3 separate regions of the Mus musculus genome follow, and regions 1 and 2 are each linked to region 3. A link is a contact called in public Hi-C and promoter capture Hi-C data. All regions are on one chromosome and are shown on one strand. The core of a region is the stretch at or near the end of the contact, and the rest is flanking DNA. Distances in the headings are between cores, read along the strand shown.

Evidence for each region. Promoter capture Hi-C pulls out the DNA fragments that hold promoters and counts their contacts. A called contact is a pair of places that touch in the nucleus more often than the background predicts.
Region 1: a contact with region 3 is called in a Hi-C map of uterus. The contact joins the enhancer-like site here to the promoter of Thbs2 in region 3. A contact is called at or near these places in 4 of 39 promoter capture datasets (the 3T3-L1 cell line, 3T3-L1-derived adipocytes, cranial neural crest and 1 more), 1 of 15 datasets of contacts at CTCF or cohesin (the NIH/3T3 cell line), 3 of 484 Hi-C or Micro-C datasets (nephron progenitors, reprogramming fibroblasts and uterus) and 3 of 115 datasets of contacts at active chromatin or transcription factors (embryonic fibroblasts and embryonic stem cells).
Region 2: a promoter capture Hi-C map of 3T3-L1-derived adipocytes shows a contact between it and region 3, with 3 times the contacts expected there. The contact joins the enhancer-like site here to the promoter of Thbs2 in region 3. A contact is called at or near these places in 7 of 39 promoter capture datasets (the 3T3-L1 cell line, 3T3-L1-derived adipocytes, cranial neural crest and 3 more), 1 of 115 datasets of contacts at active chromatin or transcription factors (embryonic stem cells) and 1 of 9 other capture datasets (adipose tissue).

What each region holds. Positions count from the first base shown.
Region 1 is chr17:14,626,108-14,629,371 of GRCm38.p6, reverse strand. No RefSeq gene overlaps it. Among named protein-coding and RNA genes, the nearest start is that of Thbs2, 67 kb to the left of the region's middle. Within about 2 kb of position 1,286, at least 31 of the 459 cell types and tissues checked have an H3K27ac peak or open chromatin away from gene starts, as enhancers often do. A contact at or near this core is called in uterus, where this site is marked.
Region 2 is chr17:14,777,914-14,781,179 of GRCm38.p6, reverse strand. No RefSeq gene overlaps it. Among named protein-coding and RNA genes, the nearest start is that of Gm23352, 12 kb to the left of the region's middle. Within about 2 kb of position 1,624, at least 14 of the 459 cell types and tissues checked have an H3K27ac peak or open chromatin away from gene starts, as enhancers often do. A contact at or near this core is called in 3T3-L1-derived adipocytes and adipose tissue, where this site is marked.
Region 3 is chr17:14,692,622-14,695,712 of GRCm38.p6, reverse strand. It overlaps Thbs2 (thrombospondin 2), which reads left to right and starts at 1,451. Exons shown (of 22, transcript NM_011581.3): 1 at 1,451-1,743.

The sequences.
Region 1 (3,264 bases), core at 37-2,536, 66 kb after region 3:
ATGTAAAGTGAATAAGTAAGGAATAAAGTTAAATTTAACAAAAGCGTGAATGTAGAATATGTATCCTTCCCTACACACATGGATAACTTTCATAAATCACTCTTTAGAAACATGGAGTTTAAAAAAAAAAAAAAACACTCTTTATGGCATGAAAGCTTTCTAGAGACCTAAATCGTGCACTACTCGTTCAGGCTCTGAAACAAGTTCCTGTGCTTGAAGCTGTGTGGTGGGAGAAGCCACTTTCACTCCTGCCCTCAGGGACTGCTGTTGCACAACCTCCTCCCTTGGTGAGGTATCAGATTCCACTTTGACAGCATCTAGTCTTCTGAGGGACTTCTTTCCTTTTCTTTCTCTGCTTTTTCCATTTCCCTTCCTGTGGCTCTTGTACGGCTGCTCTTATCCTGAATTGGACTTTTAAGTTCAGTGATAATAATGACCTTATTGTCCTTGCCCATAATTATACCCCGAATGCCATGCGGTAGGCATTTAATAAATTATAACCTGAGCAGACAGGGCAATGACTTGCAGTGCTGACAATGGTACACGATGCACATGTGAACATGACCTGAGAGCCACACTTCATGGTGAGAAGCAGATGGAGAATGAGTGGCTGGAGACACTGAAAACAATGAAAGGTCGATGAGTGGGGAGTAACTCCTGGCGCTGTTGGAACATCATAGCCACGGTCTTCAGGAATTGGGGTGAAGCCATGAAGAACATAGGGCTAGATTAGTTCAGAACTTGAGAACAACCACAGCACAACACAATCTGTAGCACAGCACAGAACAACCCACATCACAATACAACCCACATCACAATACAACCCACATCACAATATAATCTACAGCATAACCCATAATACAACACAATCTACACCATGGTACAACCCACATTACAATATAACCCATATCACAACACAACCTACATCACATTACAATCCACACCATGGTACAACTTATAATATAACACAACCCATATCACAATACAACCCATGTAACAACACAATGCACATAACCATACAACATAACCCTCACTACAACATAATTCAACACAGAACCCACATCATAATACAACCCACAACATAACACAACCCGTACAGTGGCACAACCCACACAATTACACAACCCACATAACCATGAGGCATCAGAGGTTAAAACGCAAAGTATCTGTGGGACTTTGGCCTTGGGAAGCTCTTGGGCCATGACTGTAGAGCAGCCTAAGGCAGATGCACGGCCCCTCTGTCATTGCAGGCCAGAATCCTGCTCTGTGGTGTAGCATCTGGCTGCCCATCATCCGCCGCAATCTGCATGCGCTCCTTCATCCTGCTCCCCGGCCTGTGAGCTGCCTGAGGAACACCACGCCTCACGCTTTGGAACGGTCGCATTAATAGTTATCAGATGTGACTTCAAATTATTTTTATCTTGGAAAGGAAAATTTTGACCAAGAAATCATTACATATTTATTTTAACATTTCGTGAGTAGAAACACATTTTCTTTGTTTTATTTTGCCCTTCAGCATTTTGGAAAAGTTGAGAGGAAAGAGGATTTGGAAGACATAAAAAGGAGAGGTTTTTTTTTTTTGGCTTTAAATATGTTGGAAGTATTAAACTTTCAACTCTTTTGGAATCTTATCAGAAATATCATCCCGAAGCTCCAATCCGGTTTTTGTCACCGTGATGGACCTCAGCTTTGTCTGTGATGAATTGTGTACTTGTATTCCTGAGGAATTCCTGCCTGTGCCCCCATAAATTTCTGAACCAACCCATCCTTCGGGATCTTTGTGAAGAATTTCAACAGCAGAAACAGGACCGCGTGAGCAGCCTGGTGCTCCCGCAAGGGTCACAAGGTCTCTGGTGTGTTTACTTACTTGCTCAGTGCCTCTGTTATTTAGAAATTTGTGATCCTTATTTTAAGAAAATGAAACTGAGGCTTGAAAAATAAATTAATAACCTAAGATGTAGCAAGACCTCAGCACTTCACCCCACGAGTCGCTTCTATGGTGAGAAGCAAGTAACTGATGTGTGGGGCAAAATCAGCAAGAGCGGGTCTGATCTGCATCAGTGACTAACAGGAGCGGCGTGAAGGAAAACGGATTCCATCTGAGACGCCTGTGGAACCGGGCGGGGTGGGGTGGGGGTGAGGGGGTAAAGAGGTGAAGGACACGGGGCCAAAAGCCAACCGAACTTCCTTCACAGAAACAGTCTCTCTAACCGTTCCTACCGAAAGAGCCAGTTTCTCTTAGGCATGGGCCAGGCAGGATCTGCAAACTCCCTCCTGTCAAAGTTCCCTGTACACAGTAGAAGCCCCATTTTGTCACTAGGGTTTGCAGCTTCCATTGCATCTCTCAGCAGTGGCGCATTGTGACAAGGTCTGTGGCGCGTGTGACAGTCTTCCCTCATGACCAATTTCCTTCTGGCTTCCTTTCCTGCTCACCGGTCCTTCCTCATTCCACCACATCCTTACTTAGCTCTGAAAAGACTTCAAGCCTGTTTTCATTTCAGGGTTTGAAAGCCTAACTCCGACATATCAGTGCAGTAACTGGACCCAGGTGTTTATTTTTATTTCCTTGCGCTGTGCGCTAAGCTTCTTTACTTTGGAATTCAGGGAAGGGATTTCCCTTATTCCTATTTCTTGGCACCACAGGGTGTAGTAGGAGAAGTTGAACAGAGAAAAAAAATGCATCTTCATTGCCTTTGTTAATGATGATTAAAATAGTGGTTAATGTGTAATTTGATTATGAATATCATAAATGTTCATTATAAAATGTACATGTCAAGATAGATACTGAACTTAATATAAAGAATATCAAAACCAAAAAAAAAAAAAAAAAGAATTATATTCTGCAGCAATGGCTGCTTTTAGTAGGCCATGGGGAGCCTCCTCAGAGCAAGAAAACCAGGAGAGGCTGAGACCTCCGTTGTGTGCAAAACCCGGGTGACTCCCAGGAACCATGTGACCACTCCCCAAATGATGTTTCTCTAAGAAGATCAAACTGGCTCCATCCTATCTCTGGTGGCCTGAGCCCAGCCTTGAGTTAGGCACCAAGACTTAGGGGCAGAAGAGCAACCGCGCTCCACTGTTCACAGCCTGATTGTTGAACCAGTATCCAACAACTTTAGACGTTTCTTGGCAGGCCGAAGCACAAGAGGACTTCCCAGTGTGGAGGACAGTCTGACACTCACTGCCAGTTGCCTTGGAGGAAACAGAGACACTGGGCTCAGAGAAGGAATAACAAATGGGTCAGTGTGACAGACATCTGAGCCT
Region 2 (3,266 bases), core at 375-2,874, 85 kb before region 3:
AGTTGTTTTCTTCAAGTGAAAGAGGCAGAACTAAAAAAGACACAATTTAGGGTGCTGGATGCAATGAGAGCTCAGGAAATGAGGTCATGTGTCTTCTATGTCCATATGGCTGCTGCGTCAAACATGACATAGATTTTGCTATGAAAGGATATGTATTTAAGCCAGCCTACTTATAGTAAAATAGAGAACCCTCTACTCTTTTATGGGTGGGGTGTCTACTCAGCCAAAAGCCTTCAGAAACAAGCCCCCTGAGAAGAAAGAATTCTGACTATGTTTCCTGCTTTAAGACTCAACTAAGGCTGCAGCATCAGCCTTTTCTTGGGTCTTCAGAGTGACCTACAGACCCCAGGAAGCCAATCCCACAACCATACAAGCCAATTCTTTAAACTTTTGCTCTCCCTCCCTCTCTCCCCTCCTATCTTCTCTCCCTCTGTGTCTCTCCCTCCCCTCTTTGCCCTTTCATTCCCTCTTCCTTAACTTCTCATGCAGTTGACAGATGGAGAGCAAGTGTGTGTGTGTGTGTGGGGGGGGGGGGGACCAATGGGTTTGGAGCCATGGGACACAAAAACAGGAAGGAACTGGAATTGTGTTAGTCAGTTCCCAGCCCTTCTTTGTCATTGTCAAGGAGGTGAAGCTCTGAGCTTCAGCAGGCCACTGTGTGCCAAGAAACAGACCTTGGAGCCCATTATATGTAGACACTGAAGTTAGGCAGTGAGCAACAGAGGCTACAGGTGGGAAGGGGACAGTGGGTAAGATGTAAATGCAGATGAGGTCCTGAGGATGGCAGGAGACAGAGAGTAAGGAGCTGCAGCGCTGGGGTCCCATGGGAAAGCTTATCTTCATTGTCCTTTAGTGGAAGCATGAGGTTGGGGGCATTTTAAAAAAACAGCAAGGGAGACTATTTGAAGGAGAGAGACACTAGCCATATCAACAAGTGTGAGTGGGTGTTACAGTCAAGGAACAGGTGACTCAAACAGAGACAGCCACAAATGCTTTATCTTCAAGATACCACCAATATCCGGGCAGAGCTCCTGGAACAAGTGCTTTGAAACCAGCCAGCAACATCCAAAGAAAAAACCAGGTCCAGTTCATGATAAAAAGGATGAGACTAAATACCAACCCTCAGACATGATGATGTCATGAATACATGGCACAGACCTGAGAAGAGCCTTTCATACCACTGTGAACCCAGCATACTGTGCAAACAGCCTACATGGGTCTGGTGAGCCAGTCATGGACCGATAGGCCAAGTTTCCCATATTTAAAAGCAGTTTGAGTGCTGTAGTATCTGCTGGGGTAACTCAATGTTTGATTTAAATAAAGAGCTGTCAGCTATTCTGTTTGTCCTGGAATGTGGGCTGTGATCAGAGTGAAACCTTTTCAGTAAAATTAACTGTCTGTTCAGATTTTCATCACCAGCAATCCTTTCTCCAAAAAAAAAAAAAAAAAAAAAAAACAATAACACTCAAGTGTGTTCTAGGAGACTTGGAAGGAAAAGAAGAAGAAAGTTCAGAGGCAAAGCTTGGTCTAAGTTCTGACGCTGAGGCTGCAATTACTCCTCGCAGCAGGAATGTTCTGGGCCTGGCCTGACCATGCTCTTGGCACGAGCCGCCATTGTTTATGCCAGCCTGAGAGACTCTTGAATTCATGTCCTTTGATTGAGCATTTTTATGAGGCCTGCATAAGTCATGTCCCTTGAGATGGTAGCCCTGGCATGGAGTTGGCTTCCCTTTTTACAGGCTTCGTGATGGGAGAGAGGCCTTCTCTCTCTTCAGATGATCCTTCTGCTCTGATTTCCTTTGCCCCACATCCAAGGAAACTTCCCTGCACCGTCTCAGACATCATCCTTTCACCCAGTTCACCCTTGAGTACAAGAGCAACTTTATCTTCTGTTATTCATCAATTGCAAGAGCAAGAAACTGGGTGAATCCACAAAGTCACTAAATTTCTCTTTAGTTCACATCTTTGGCAGGTTGGATTTAACTGTGCCTTTCTAGAACAGTGGTTCTCAACACTCCTAATGCTGTAATCCTTTAGTACACTTCCTCATGTTATGGTAACCTTGAGTATAAAAAACATTATCATTCCTATTTCCTAACTGTATTTTGCTACTGTTATGAATCAAAATGTAAATATCTGATATGCAGGATATCAGACATGAGACCCATGTGGAAGGGTCATTCAAACCCCAAAAGGGTTGTGACCCACAGGTTAAGAACCACTGTTCTAGAATGTAGTCTTATAAATATTCTAGTGTTGTCCCTTTAAGGACCAACAATATCTCAAGGCATAAAAATTACCTAAAGTAGTGATGAATGGATAAGCTTAGTCTTCAGAAAATTTAGAATACATAATTCTCAGAGGATGTTTTCATTCACCTTCACAATACACAAGGAGCACCTCTAAATCAACTGCAAAGAGATAGTCAGTCACAATAAAAGCTGCACAGCAAACTCCAGGGACACTTAACAGAACAAGCACCCTGGTGCCCAATGAGCATTTGAGGAAAGGCACACGTGATATGTGACTAAGATGAGCAAATAAACCCTCAGGGAATGAATGAAATTATACCCTCACAAGAATGCCCCAGGCTACAGAGGCCTCCAATCCAGCTATTGAGCACACAGTGTGAAGAACCCTCACCAAACACTGAGTTTATGAAATAGTCTCTGATTCCAAGAACGTTCTCAGCAATGCTTACGAAGTGTATACATGCCCTGCCCTTTGACCCAGCAGTTCTCCTGGGTAGGATAGACACGGATGGATAGTGTTGGTATCAGGATTGGCTCTGAACCCAGTGACATCACACCTAGGTGACAGTGACCCACACGCCTGTTGCCAAGGCAACAGCCACCATATTCCCAGAATCCATTTGGCTCACCTCACACTTGTACCTGCAGTTATGTCAGTCACTATCCATATAACAGAAAGACCTCTCTGAGCTGTCTCCCCCCTTTTCTCCTTCGCTGCCACCTTTGCCATTCTCTTCTACAATAAACCTCATATGGAACTGTTTGGCCTGGTGTGGTCTGTCTGGAGCTGCACATCTAACACAACAGATATACTGAGTATGTTTACATAAACTCATCCTGAAAATGGCATGTGGTCCATAATCAAGGGCTGTATAGGTGACCTTGCAAGAGAAATCGGGTAACAGAATCAAATGGGAATAGAAATAAGATGAAAGAGTGTGTGTGTCTGTGTGGGGGGCTGGATGTAGAAATTCTGGAGGTTTCAGACAGGGGGATAGCATTGCAAAGACTAGA
Region 3 (3,091 bases), core at 202-2,701:
TACCCTGGAATCTCTGCCATAAAGGGTCCCACTGTAAGTAGCAGAGGGGCGGCTAGGCACTGAAAACTCTTCAGGGAGCCTGGTCACGTCTCCCTTCAGGCTTTGAATCCAAATATAAATTTGAGTCTAATTATTTTAGTTAAAAATGAAGGTTTTTGCCATTAATTTGGTGACTCAAAGCAATGCATCTTCCTTCAAAAAATGTACTGTTAGAGGCTAATCTTTTGTTTTTGTAAATTAGAAAATAATACTTATTTTAAAATTGTATTATATTTGGCTGATCTGCGTATGGAGGTACGTGTATGTGTTTGGGTATATGTGCACTTGTGTCACAGCATGTGAATCAGAGGACAATTTTACAGGTGAGTTTTCCCCTTCCACCATGTAGGTTCAAAGGTTCCTTCACCTCAACAGAAACACAAGGATTGGAGATCAGCGGGGGGGGGGGGGGGGGGGTTGTGCCTTGTCCTGGTGTCTTCCCTGTCCACTTTGGTTCCAATCTAAGAGGATCCAACACAATGGCAGGGTCCTTCAGTTAAGTCTCCCACCTAGAACAGAAAGTGGCTAAGTACTTTCTCTATTTAATTTATCTTTCCTTTTCTTGAAGTAAGCCCTGACTTATTTATTATCAGGTGTCAACCAGATAAATGTCCAGAAAGCTTTGAGTGTCGTCTATGAAGAATGAAGCCCAAGAGGAGGTTGTGGGAGATGCCACAAATCTACCATCTTCTTTGGGCTCTGGTGCATCACCGCCTGACCAAGTCTTTCCTGTTGACTGCTTTCCTTGTGTGATGAGCCCCATCCCATCCAGCTACCATGCACCCTGGCACTGGCTTTAACCCCCATGGACTTAGGTCTGGCCCTCTGATTCTCACTGAGTTTCTAAGCTGCCCCCACCCTATCTTGATAACCACGAGGACTGCCTCTCACTGCAGGATTCCCACACTTGGCAAAGTTGTCCCAACAAGACTGGGGTGAGGACTGGGCTTTTTCAGGGAGCCAGGGTCACAGAGAATTGCAGGTCTCGACTGAGCAGATGAAGTGAGTTCAAATTAAAATCTTTTCTCCTGAGAAGCGGGTCAGAGATACAATGGGTGGGCTCTCTTTTGTGGTAAATTCATTAAAAAAAATTAATTCTTTGACTATAATAACTTCCCGGCAGTGTGGTAAACTTACTGTCTGTCCTGTAGTTTTGACTGTTACTCACTTGTTTTAGAAAGGCCAGTATCACACTGGGTAATTCGAAACACATTTAAAGCATAGAATTGGCATTTTTTTTTCTCCTCAGCAAAATGGGGAGTCCCAGCCAATCTTGCTGGTTTTATTTATAGCATTTTATTTCCTGAGAGAAGACAGGAAAAGTGAGTCCTGGCCTGCCCCTCTTGTCTGACTCCTCCCCGGGCCCCTGTCTGGAAAGCCTGGGTGGACCTGTAGGAGGGGCGTTAGCTCTGAGGGGCTGGATTTGGACTGGGTAACCAGGTACTCTGAGCAAATGGCGAGACCAGAGGACGAATTATGACACTCCTTCGAAAGAATGAATTAAACGTGCCTCCGCATGTGTCTGATTGACAGGCCTCCTGGGGAAAGGGCGTATAAAGGAGCCGGTCACTGCCGGGAGGCAGAGAGAGCCAGTCCGATGTCTGCAGCCTCCCTGGCCAGGCCTCTCCTCTCCTGCCGCAGCTAGTCCCCCTCAGGACAGACAGAGTACTGGCGTCGGTCACCATTCACTTGCAAACACACCAGGTACCTTTTTATTTCTAAGACATTTCACTGGCTGTGATCTTTCAGAAAAGGCTACGGTTTCCAGGGGTCTAAAGGGGAAGTCCAGCTGTGTCCTCTGACACTTAGCCCAGTGGCGTCCTCACCGTCCTTGCTCTGCAAACTTATTGACCTGCCAAGAACATTCACTGCTGTCTTTGTCCCCGGGGTGGCAGGGGTTGGGGATGTGGGGAGTGTCTTTCGTGGTCTCTCATAGCAGGAACCCTGTGAAGCAACAAGGGGCTTGTTGGCTTCATTCCAAGGATGCTGGGGTTCAGGGAGGGGGAACTGACATTTTCTACTTAAAAATAAGAAAGTTTCTCTACCAAAGTTTGCTATGGAAGAGAAAGCAGAGAAAGGAATGTCAAGAGATCTCTTGAAAATGTAAAAAATAACCAACGGGATTATAGGGATCTGATTCTAAACATTAGTAAGAGCTGAACAAGTGTTGCTGTCATTATAATTATAATGTACAGGGCGGGGAGAACCCTGAGGGGACTGTGTTTGGGTTGCAGCTTGGCTAATTTGCATACAAAAGAGCTGGTAGCCTGGGGCAGTCAAAAGAAAGTGATCTGGTGCTGAAGGAGGAGGGCGGGGAGGGGGGCAAAACAGTAGGAGTTGAAGATGTTTAGAGACACCCAGCAAACACACTTTCACTTCGATTGTTCCTGTGGGGTGAACTTGTGTAAGACCTATAAAAGTGATAATAGCCTGTTGCAGAAAACCTTTGAAAGTCTACTCATAACCTGCAGTGAGGACTTGTGGATGGGGAAGAGTCTGTGTGTGTGTGTGTGTGTGTGTGTGTGTGTGTGTGTGTGACCCATGGAGCTTGGATGCAATTGCATTGGCCCCAGGAGGCTTGATCCAGGACCAAATACTATTCACTTCTTGGTCCCTTTTCCATGTGGGGAAGGCAGCAAGATTAGATGGGATGCTGTTAATGACCGTTGATTACTTGTGACACTCTTGATTGAGCTTGGTTTTACCGAAACACAGTTTAATGGACTCTGTTTGTGTTTGTATGCCTGAGCTGTAAAATGTCATTTTAAGATGGAACTTGTCTTTGCAGAGACAGCATTTGTCCATAGAATAAGGAGAAAGTTGGGGATGGAGTTCAGGGGCAGCTGCCCTGTGGCAAACACCTGCACTAGGGACTCAGGGATAGGGCAAGCTGGAGTCTTCAGATGTGGACTCTGAAGATTCTCTAAAGTACCTGACAAGGTCTACTTTATACTTGAATCCTCAGAAAAATGTCACCTCAAGAACTGACATTGGGAGTCCTCCCAGCCACAGTTCCACATCCTGAGTGTTTGCTGTGCCTCAAAGAGCTCTG